Linked DNA regions of Gossypium hirsutum: region 2 is linked to region 1. Evidence: chromatin contacts called from public Hi-C data. All regions are on one chromosome and are shown on one strand. The core of a region is the stretch at or near the end of the contact, and the rest is flanking DNA. Distances in the headings are between cores, read along the strand shown. Region 1 has its middle 30 kb from the start of LOC121228803. Region 2 holds the start of LOC107933786 (polyubiquitin).

Evidence for each region. Hi-C and Micro-C count contacts between places; a contact is called where the count stands out from the background.
Region 2: a Hi-C map of leaf shows a contact between it and region 1, with 1.9 times the contacts expected there. The contact joins the promoter of LOC107933786 here to the enhancer-like site in region 1. A contact is called at or near these places in 3 of 34 Hi-C or Micro-C datasets (hypocotyl and leaf).

The regions. Positions count from the first base shown.
Region 1 is chrA04:68,473,248-68,477,626 of Gossypium_hirsutum_v2.1, reverse strand. No RefSeq gene overlaps it. Among protein-coding and RNA genes, the nearest start is that of LOC121228803, 30 kb to the left of the region's middle. Within about 2 kb of position 1,971, at least 3 of the 9 cell types and tissues checked have an H3K27ac peak or open chromatin away from gene starts, as enhancers often do. A contact at or near this core is called in hypocotyl and leaf, where this site is marked.
Region 2 is chrA04:68,667,433-68,672,033 of Gossypium_hirsutum_v2.1, reverse strand. LOC107933786 (polyubiquitin) reads right to left here and starts at 2,629. Exons shown (of 1, transcript XM_016866070.2): 1 at 834-2,629. The coding sequence starts at 2,351. The coding sequence ends at 978.

The DNA.
Region 1 (4,379 bases), core at 722-3,221:
ATAGCCTTTATTTTGTCCACACAGGTAGACACACGGGTATGTGTCTCGGCTGTATGTGACACATGGTCTGCCCCATGGGCATGTGTTTTGTCTGAGTGTCCCCTGCACCTAAATTTTGAGAAACATAATGCTCAAAATTGAGCACACGGGCAGAGACGGGTGTGTGTCTCAGCCGTGTGAGGGACACGGCCTCAGGCACGGGCATGTGTCCTGACCGTGTGAAGTTTGCACCTATTTCATGAAAATTAAATTAACCACACGGCCTAGCACACGGGTGTGTGACTTAGCTGTGTGATCTCAATTTGTTCATGCTTCGCAAAACAGAGAGTTACAAGGGTTAGGGACACGGGTATGTGTGCCCATACAGCTTGCCCACACGGGCGTGTCCCAAACCACACGGGTGTGTGACCCCTGTTTATAGTAAAAATTTTCTAAGTTTTGTAAAAAGTTCTCGAGTTGTCGGTTTAGTCCCGAACCACTTCTAAAGTATGTTTTGGGCACCGTAGGCTCGCATTGGGGACTTTATGTTTGAATGCAAATGGTTTTAATTTGGATGAAAATTTATGACTCGGAATTGTATGTTTGTTTGCGATATGACTCCAGTAATGCCTCGTATCCTGTTCCGACATTGAATATAGATAAGGGGTGTTACACTTTGTTGGGTCGATTTTTTAACTTTAGATTTTTAACATTAACAATCTTCTCCCCAACATGCAAATCTTTTGCTTGAAATTTAACTGTGAAAATCTCTCTATATTAATCTTTATTTTATAAGAAACTCTATTACCGAATATGAAACATTTTTAAAAATATTAGAAAAAATCGAACATGACTCATAAATTAGAAAAAGACTTCTAACAAGAAACGTTTTTCTAGAAGTTTTTCTCTCCCAATATTCTTTTTCTTATGAAAAAATTCCGTCACAAAGAAGATGAGACAAACATTTTATCTTGGGACTCTCATAAAATTATTAATTTTCTCAATCATTTAAATTTTAATCGAATGATTATTTTATTTTGAAATAGGCTTTTACTGACATAGTACAGAACTTACCACATCAACAAATATAAAACATTTTTACCATTATACCCAAAATCAACCTATTTTCTCAAAACGATGTATTTCTCTAATTATTTTTTAGAAATGACGTATTTGGCTAATTTCCCTCAATCTAATATAAAATATTCCCAAATGTCGTGGGGCCGAGAGGGATAACAAGGGCACAAGCATCCATGCTAATTTGTTAAATTTATGTAAGGGAAATTATTACATATAATATAGGGCAATTGAAACCAGATCTTGAAATAAAACAAAAGGAAAAACAAAAACAACGTATTTCATGGAACATTTCTTATAAAAAATAAAAATGTGATCAGATCCCCCCTTTTTAAATCCAGAATTTTAAAAAAAACTAATAAATTGGATGAGTGTAAAGATGTCGTTTCTTGTCGGACACAATTATTTATATTTATAAAAAAAACTCATTCCTTTTTTTTTTAGTTCATATTATACTCTCAGACTTGTAATTTTCAAATATCTTTTAAATTTTTTTTTTTAAAAAGTATATGTATATTAGATTTGCGGGTACACTAAAAATTAGTCATTTATGTATACTTTAAATTATATCTTCTTCATTAAAATTTTTAAAAAAAAATATGATATGTCTACTTGTTACATTTTGGTCAATAAGCCATTAACTATTATTGAGTCATGTTATATTATTATTTTTTAACAAAAAATTTAGATTAAAATGACCTTTATATTTTTTATAATATGTCATATTAACTTATTATTACACCTTTAATGATATATAACAGTTTAAATATTAGGTAATTAAAACATAAATAAGTGATTAGATTTGTAAAAAGATTATAATATTTGAAAAACCCAACAAATGAGAATTGGGGTGTGCGTCTCTGCAATTGCATGTGTGTGGAGATGGCAGAGAGAGAGAGAAAGGGCATCGAAGGAAAATCCGAAAGCAAGGAGCCAAAAGCAGTTGAGTCGGCAAACATTTTGCGTTATATTAATTCATGGAATTGTAATTTACAACGCTGTCGGTTTCGATAAAGACAAACGCATTATCAATCCAACTCCCTTGATGTACACTTCCTTTTTTAAATATTCCCATCACGCTTCCAAACTGTTTGTTTTTAAATATTTCATAGTAATTATATTTCTTAATAAAAAAATCAATTAATTTTATTATTATAGATTAAAACAAAACCTATGCATATTTGTGTATTAGAGAAGTTAGCTATATTTGTGGGTTGGTTTTTTTTTAAGAGTAATTTTTTGAAGAATATGGTAAATTCATCTAATTATTAGTAAAAAATAATATTTAATTATTTGATTTTTTTTCTCATCACTAACTATTAAAGGGCTGATGGAGAAATAATGTAATAGCTTTTAAATTTGGCATAATAACAAATTCAATCCTCAATGTTTTTATATTGTTTCAATTTTAGTCTTATTTTTTAAAATTTAACCTTCAACATTTACAATTACATAATTTTATCATATTTTTTATATGAAAATATAATTCAATATAGAATGTGTAAATTAGAAATGGAAACAATTTTTTTTTTAAAATTATGTTTATAATTAAACTAGACAATCCCCACATATATTTTTTCCTTATATTTCAAATCGTTAAAGAGAGAACAAATGAAGACTAAGTCATCTCAATCTCTAGTGTTCAATCCAAGGGCGGGAATAAGAGTATCAAGAGAAGAATGATAAAATGTGAAATTATGATTATGAATTTTTAAGTGTTTTCGCAAATTTTGATTCTTATTTTTGTTCAAAAAATTCTTTTTACTTAATCTTAGTTCAAGATTTTTAAAAAGTTATTCAAATTTCAAGTCACTAAGAACTCGTCCTTAAAGGGTCTATTAAAGCTATTAATTGAGTTTATTAGGAAATCTTTCATGGAAATTCAATTGAACGCTTAGTCACATTCCATCCGCTTTTATCTTTCCATCAATTTTGGTCTTCTTGTTTTCTTTCATTCTATCATTATTACTTGTGTTTCTCATCTTCTCTTTGTTGTTTTCAGGTCTTAAAACACCCTTACTTGCTGTCCAAACCGTAGGACTTAATTTAGAGGCTCCAGATTTAATTAAAAAAAAAATCTTCTAAAGTTCGAAACAACTTTAAATCCTCTTGGGATTATGTGGGTGTTGCTCCTAGATCACGGTTTAATAACAACAATCTCATTTGATAATACGAAAACCTTAACATATCAATGTAAAAAAAAAACTATTAAGTTTTTTTTACCAAAAATTGTAGTTTTTAAAAGAAAATTAAGAAAATTAAGAAATTTAATCATTTTGGTACAAATTTTAATTTTTTTTCCATGAGATTTTTTTTCATTTTTTTTAAAACTTTACTTTTTTTGGAATTTTTTGAATTTTTAGAATTATTTCACATCAAGAGACATGATATTTTTCTATCCTGCCATGTCGTCATTGACTTTTGATATTTGTCAATGGACCAAAGCGATAAAAATGAAGAATTTGGTGACTATTTTTTATCAGTTTTTAAGAGGTTATGGACAATTTTGAAGGTTAGTGTTGATGTGAACTTTGAATCCATTTTCATCACATATCGTTTATCTTTTATACATAAATCTTAAATTTGATCTGACTTTAAAAAAATGAAAATTGATAACTAAATATTGGTTTTGTGAAATCCTCCAATATATATATATATATATATATGATGTGATACTTTATTTAAGTAGAATTTAGATGAACGGTTAGGCGCGATATAATGTGTTTAATTTATTTATTTTATCTTATACTATAATATTTAACCTTATTATTATTATTATTTTTACATTAACTTACTGTTGATCCAAACTAAGCTTTAAATAAATTTTTTTAGATGGAGGATGAGATTAGATTTCTACATAATTACAATATAACATTTTCTGATATGACTTGGGAAAATAATAATTATGGAGGTCTACTGAGTATGACAATTTTAAGATTTAATAAATAATAGCCCCCACGTTTTTCACCATGCCATGCATGCTTCATTGAATAGTAGGGAGGAAAAGGTTCATCCCATCTATATCTCATATACCACAAATAATGAAAAGGAATTTATTTAATTGAAGTCTGATTTCCTAACTAATTAATTTCATCAAGAATTTATTTATATTTAGTATTTTAATAATTATGATTTTTTATAAATGTAATAAGTACAAGTATAAGTTCAAACAATTACAGATATTAAATTAATATAAATAAATTATCTGAATAACCACAAAATATAATTAAATTATTACAATATAAACATATTATAATATGATTCAATCTAAATTAAAACTAGAGATGTAGACGTATAATTCTTCAAAATTTCTTATCATAAGT
Region 2 (4,601 bases), core at 1,380-3,879, 190 kb before region 1:
CTCTAAAAGTTAGTAGCTTTTTCTTTTTGCTTTCCATTTAATTTTCCTTGAAAATATAAAATGATAACTATTTATCAATATTTTTCATGATACCCATAAGTCAAGAAATTGGATTTTAAATCAATATGTTGGATAGGACTTACGATTTGAAATTGAGAAGAAGGGTTAATGGGTAGTCTCAGAAAAGAAAAACATGTATGTTCTTTGTGTCTAGAGTAGGAGTAGGCATTTCCAATGAAACAAAGTTGATATGGGTAGAAATATTAGCCTAAAATAGACACCACAAAAGTACTTTAGTCTTTCCATATTGAAACTTAATCAGCTGCATTGGCAACACAATAGAACTTCTCATTTCTCCAACTCCATCTGTACACATTATAAAAATTGTGTTTTGATTTTTCAGAGAACCTGCCTCTGTCTTTGTTGCAGAGCTTATGTACAGATATATGAAAATTTCATAACACACGTCTTGTTTTCCACAAAATAAAATCCAAGTCCTGAGTGTTCGAAGAACAAGAATAGTACTTGTTTTCAAGACCGAAGTTGATAAAACAAGTAGCAAATATGCTTAAGAGCTGCTTAAATATGAGATGATAAGTTCTACCTTTGTTTCTAAATCTTCATTGCTTTGATCCCTTTTTATGTCTTGCTTTGCAAGACATAAAAAACTATCAAGTAACATTTCATCTAATGCTGGCAGCCCAATCATGTGGTTCTTTGCTGTGTCAACACTGATTTTTTTTCTAATTTACAATACATTAAGCATCACAAATTACCCATTTCAACAGTGATCATTGCATTGAAAAGATTTGATTCAGCAATTAATTAGCAGATACGAAATCACCAAACTTTTATTCCAAACAGAAGGTTTACTTAGCTTAACATGTTACATTAAGAGATAAGAAAATAGGCACTTTCCTAAAGGCTTATTTGCGACCATCTTAAGCTAGAACAAAGACAAAAGAAGAATTAACTTCTCACTGCCCACCACGGAGACGAAGAACAAGGTGAAGGGTGGACTCTTTCTGAATGTTATAATCAGCTAAAGTCCTCCCATCCTCCAATTGCTTTCCAGCAAAGATGAGCCTTTGCTGATCTGGAGGGATACCTTCCTTGTCCTGAATCTTCGCCTTCACATTATCAATTGTATCCGAACTTTCCACCTCCAATGTGATTGTTTTCCCAGTCAATGTCTTAACGAAAATCTGCATGCCTCCACGAAGCCTCAAAACAAGGTGAAGGGTCGATTCCTTCTGGATGTTATAATCAGCCAAGGTCCTCCCATCCTCAAGCTGCTTCCCTGCAAAGATCAAACGTTGTTGGTCTGGTGGGATCCCTTCCTTGTCTTGAATCTTCGCCTTTACATTGTCGATGGTGTCCGAACTCTCCACCTCTAAGGTGATGGTCTTGCCAGTCAAGGTTTTCACGAAGATCTGCATGCCCCCGCGAAGACGGAGGACGAGGTGGAGGGTGGATTCCTTCTGGATATTATAATCGGCCAAGGTACGGCCATCTTCGAGCTGTTTGCCGGCGAAGATGAGACGCTGCTGGTCTGGTGGGATGCCTTCCTTGTCTTGGATTTTAGACTTGACATTGTCGATGGTGTCGGAGCTCTCGACTTCGAGGGTGATGGTCTTACCGGTTAAGGTTTTGACGAAGATCTGCATACCCCCACGAAGACGGAGGACAAGGTGGAGGGTGGATTCCTTCTGGATGTTGTAATCGGCCAAGGTACGGCCGTCTTCGAGCTGTTTGCCGGCGAAGATGAGACGCTGCTGGTCTGGTGGGATGCCTTCCTTGTCTTGAATTTTAGACTTTACATTATCGATGGTGTCAGAGCTCTCGACTTCGAGGGTGATGGTCTTGCCGGTTAAGGTTTTGACGAAGATCTGCATACCCCCACGAAGACGTAGGACAAGGTGGAGGGTGGATTCCTTCTGGATGTTGTAATCGGCCAAGGTACGGCCATCTTCGAGCTGTTTTCCGGCGAAGATGAGACGCTGCTGGTCTGGTGGGATGCCTTCCTTGTCTTGGATTTTAGACTTCACATTATCGATGGTGTCGGAGCTCTCGACTTCGAGGGTGATGGTCTTGCCGGTTAAGGTTTTGACGAAGATCTGCATACCCCCACGAAGACGGAGGACAAGGTGGAGGGTGGATTCCTTCTGAATGTTGTAATCGGCCAAGGTACGGCCGTCCTCGAGCTGTTTGCCGGCGAAGATGAGACGCTGCTGGTCTGGTGGGATGCCTTCCTTGTCTTGAATTTTAGACTTTACATTATCGATGGTGTCAGAACTCTCAACCTCGAGGGTGATGGTCTTGCCGGTAAGGGTTTTGACGAAGATCTGCATCGTTTGAGAGAGTTGATTGAAAAAAGATTTGAGAAGAGCTTAAATCGGTTTGCGTTGGATGGAGAGAGAGAGGCGGTGAGGCGATGCTTATATAGAAGAGAGGGTGTGGATTTTCTTAGGTTGGAAGGTCTGGAGGAAACGAGAAAATTGCGGTCAGATGAGTCGGCGTGCAGTTTCGTTAGCCACACGGTGCTGTTTCTAAGATTGGCCTAAACAACTTGCTAATTAATTCACGAATCTTCTCGTTTCCTTATCCCCACCTCCTCATCCAACTCCACTAACCAATTTTTTAATTCCAATTATACCTATTTTATTATTATTTACTTGAATAAATATTTTTCACTTAATTATTATAATGTATACTTTGTTTTTTAAAGAATAATATTTGATTCACTTAAACATAATTAAATATTAACTTTAATTATTATAAATAGATATTAATAACTTTCGAGAAATTAGGTTTAGAAATTTAGAGTATAAAATTTTAACATTTATTTATAAGTTTATTATTTTTTATTTTATTTAATGATGATGTGATATATTATTATTTACCGAACATTGCATTAAAGCTTTTTTTTAATATTTTAATTATATGATAAGATTTGAAAGTAAATAAAATACATACAGATATTTTATTACATAATAATTAATTATAATGGTACCCATTTTTTAAAAGAATATAAATATTCTAATATAAAATAAATAAAATGATTAAGATAAAATATGTAGTGTAACAAAAAAAATTATATCATATTTAATATTAAAAAAATTTAAAAGAATTCAAATAAGTTTAGAGATAGCTTATATTAGGATAATTTTAAAAATATATAGTTTTTAGACATAAATAAATTAATGCCACATTATCAATTTTTGAATATTTACAAATATCATTCTATACTCAATCATATATAGAATATATCTGTAATTTAATTAAAATAATTACAATTTTAGGGGAAAACATTGAAACTATATGACGGGAAAAATATAATAAAAAGTAAATAAAGTTTTAAAATTCTTAAATCGATAATTAAAAATAAAAAAACTGATAAAAATCATAAATACAAATTGAAAAAAAACTAAAATCAACCATTAAAAATTTAGAAAAAAAAGAAAAAAATAAAAATTAGAAAAATTATAACCACCATGGTTAGTATTATCAAATTCTGAAATTTGATTAAAAATTTAAAAAATAGGAATTAAAAATTAAAATTAAAAAAGAAAAATATACCTGCCTAAAAATTAAAAGAATTAATTGGCTAAATATAAAACACGATTTGAAAGCAAATAAAAAAACCATTAAATATAAAAAGAACTAAAATGATTTAAAAATTATAAAAGAAGGAAATTTGTTTATTTATTAAATTTATTAATTTTTTATGTAATTTAATTAAAGTTAAATTAAGTTAGAGAAGATATTAAATATAGATAAATATATAATAAAATTTTTATATTTTTAAAAGTTAATAATATGATATTATATTATTGGTGTTTAAAAACTATATATTTATTATCCTTATATAATTTATTTCCAATAAATTAATAACAAATTCTAGCAAATAATTGGCGTTGAGCTTTGCTCTGCAATGGTCTTCTACTAACTTGTCGAATGAAGGGGGTTCTGTTTACAGATTCACAGGCTTTATGTTATGCTATCTACTCCTCTGATTGGTCCGAATATGGCACTATTATAGCTGATTGCAAGGAGATTCTTCGGAATAGGAATGACATAAAATTTCAATGGGTTAGTCGGTCTAGTAATGAAGCAGTACATATGCTTGCGAAAAGTGTCTGTTGCTTTTGGAGCTATATTCCAAGCTGTATTTCAGATTTTATTTAATAAATGTTAGTGATAAGCCCGAATTAAATAATGAACAAAAATGAATAAACGAAATTAGACATAAATATTTTAAGGGAAGAAACTCCTCTAAATAAGATAAAAATCACAGAAAAAAAAGTCTTCACTAAAAACAACAAATAACCAAAGAGGAGTACAAGATAGAGAAACAAAAAAAAAAAAATCCAAACTCAAAATACAAAATTCTTTCGAAATTCCCACAAAACTCTCTTTTAATTATGTTATTAAATCAAGTTCTCTAGTGTTGCTAAAAGCCCAATTTATAGACTGAAATTCGTGGCCTAATCTGATTAAAATATCCTTATAGTTATTAGAGTTTGATTGAAAAAATATAACAAAATTTAACTAGAATAAGAAACTCGATTTAGTAAGAAACATGTTGTCACGTCATGACG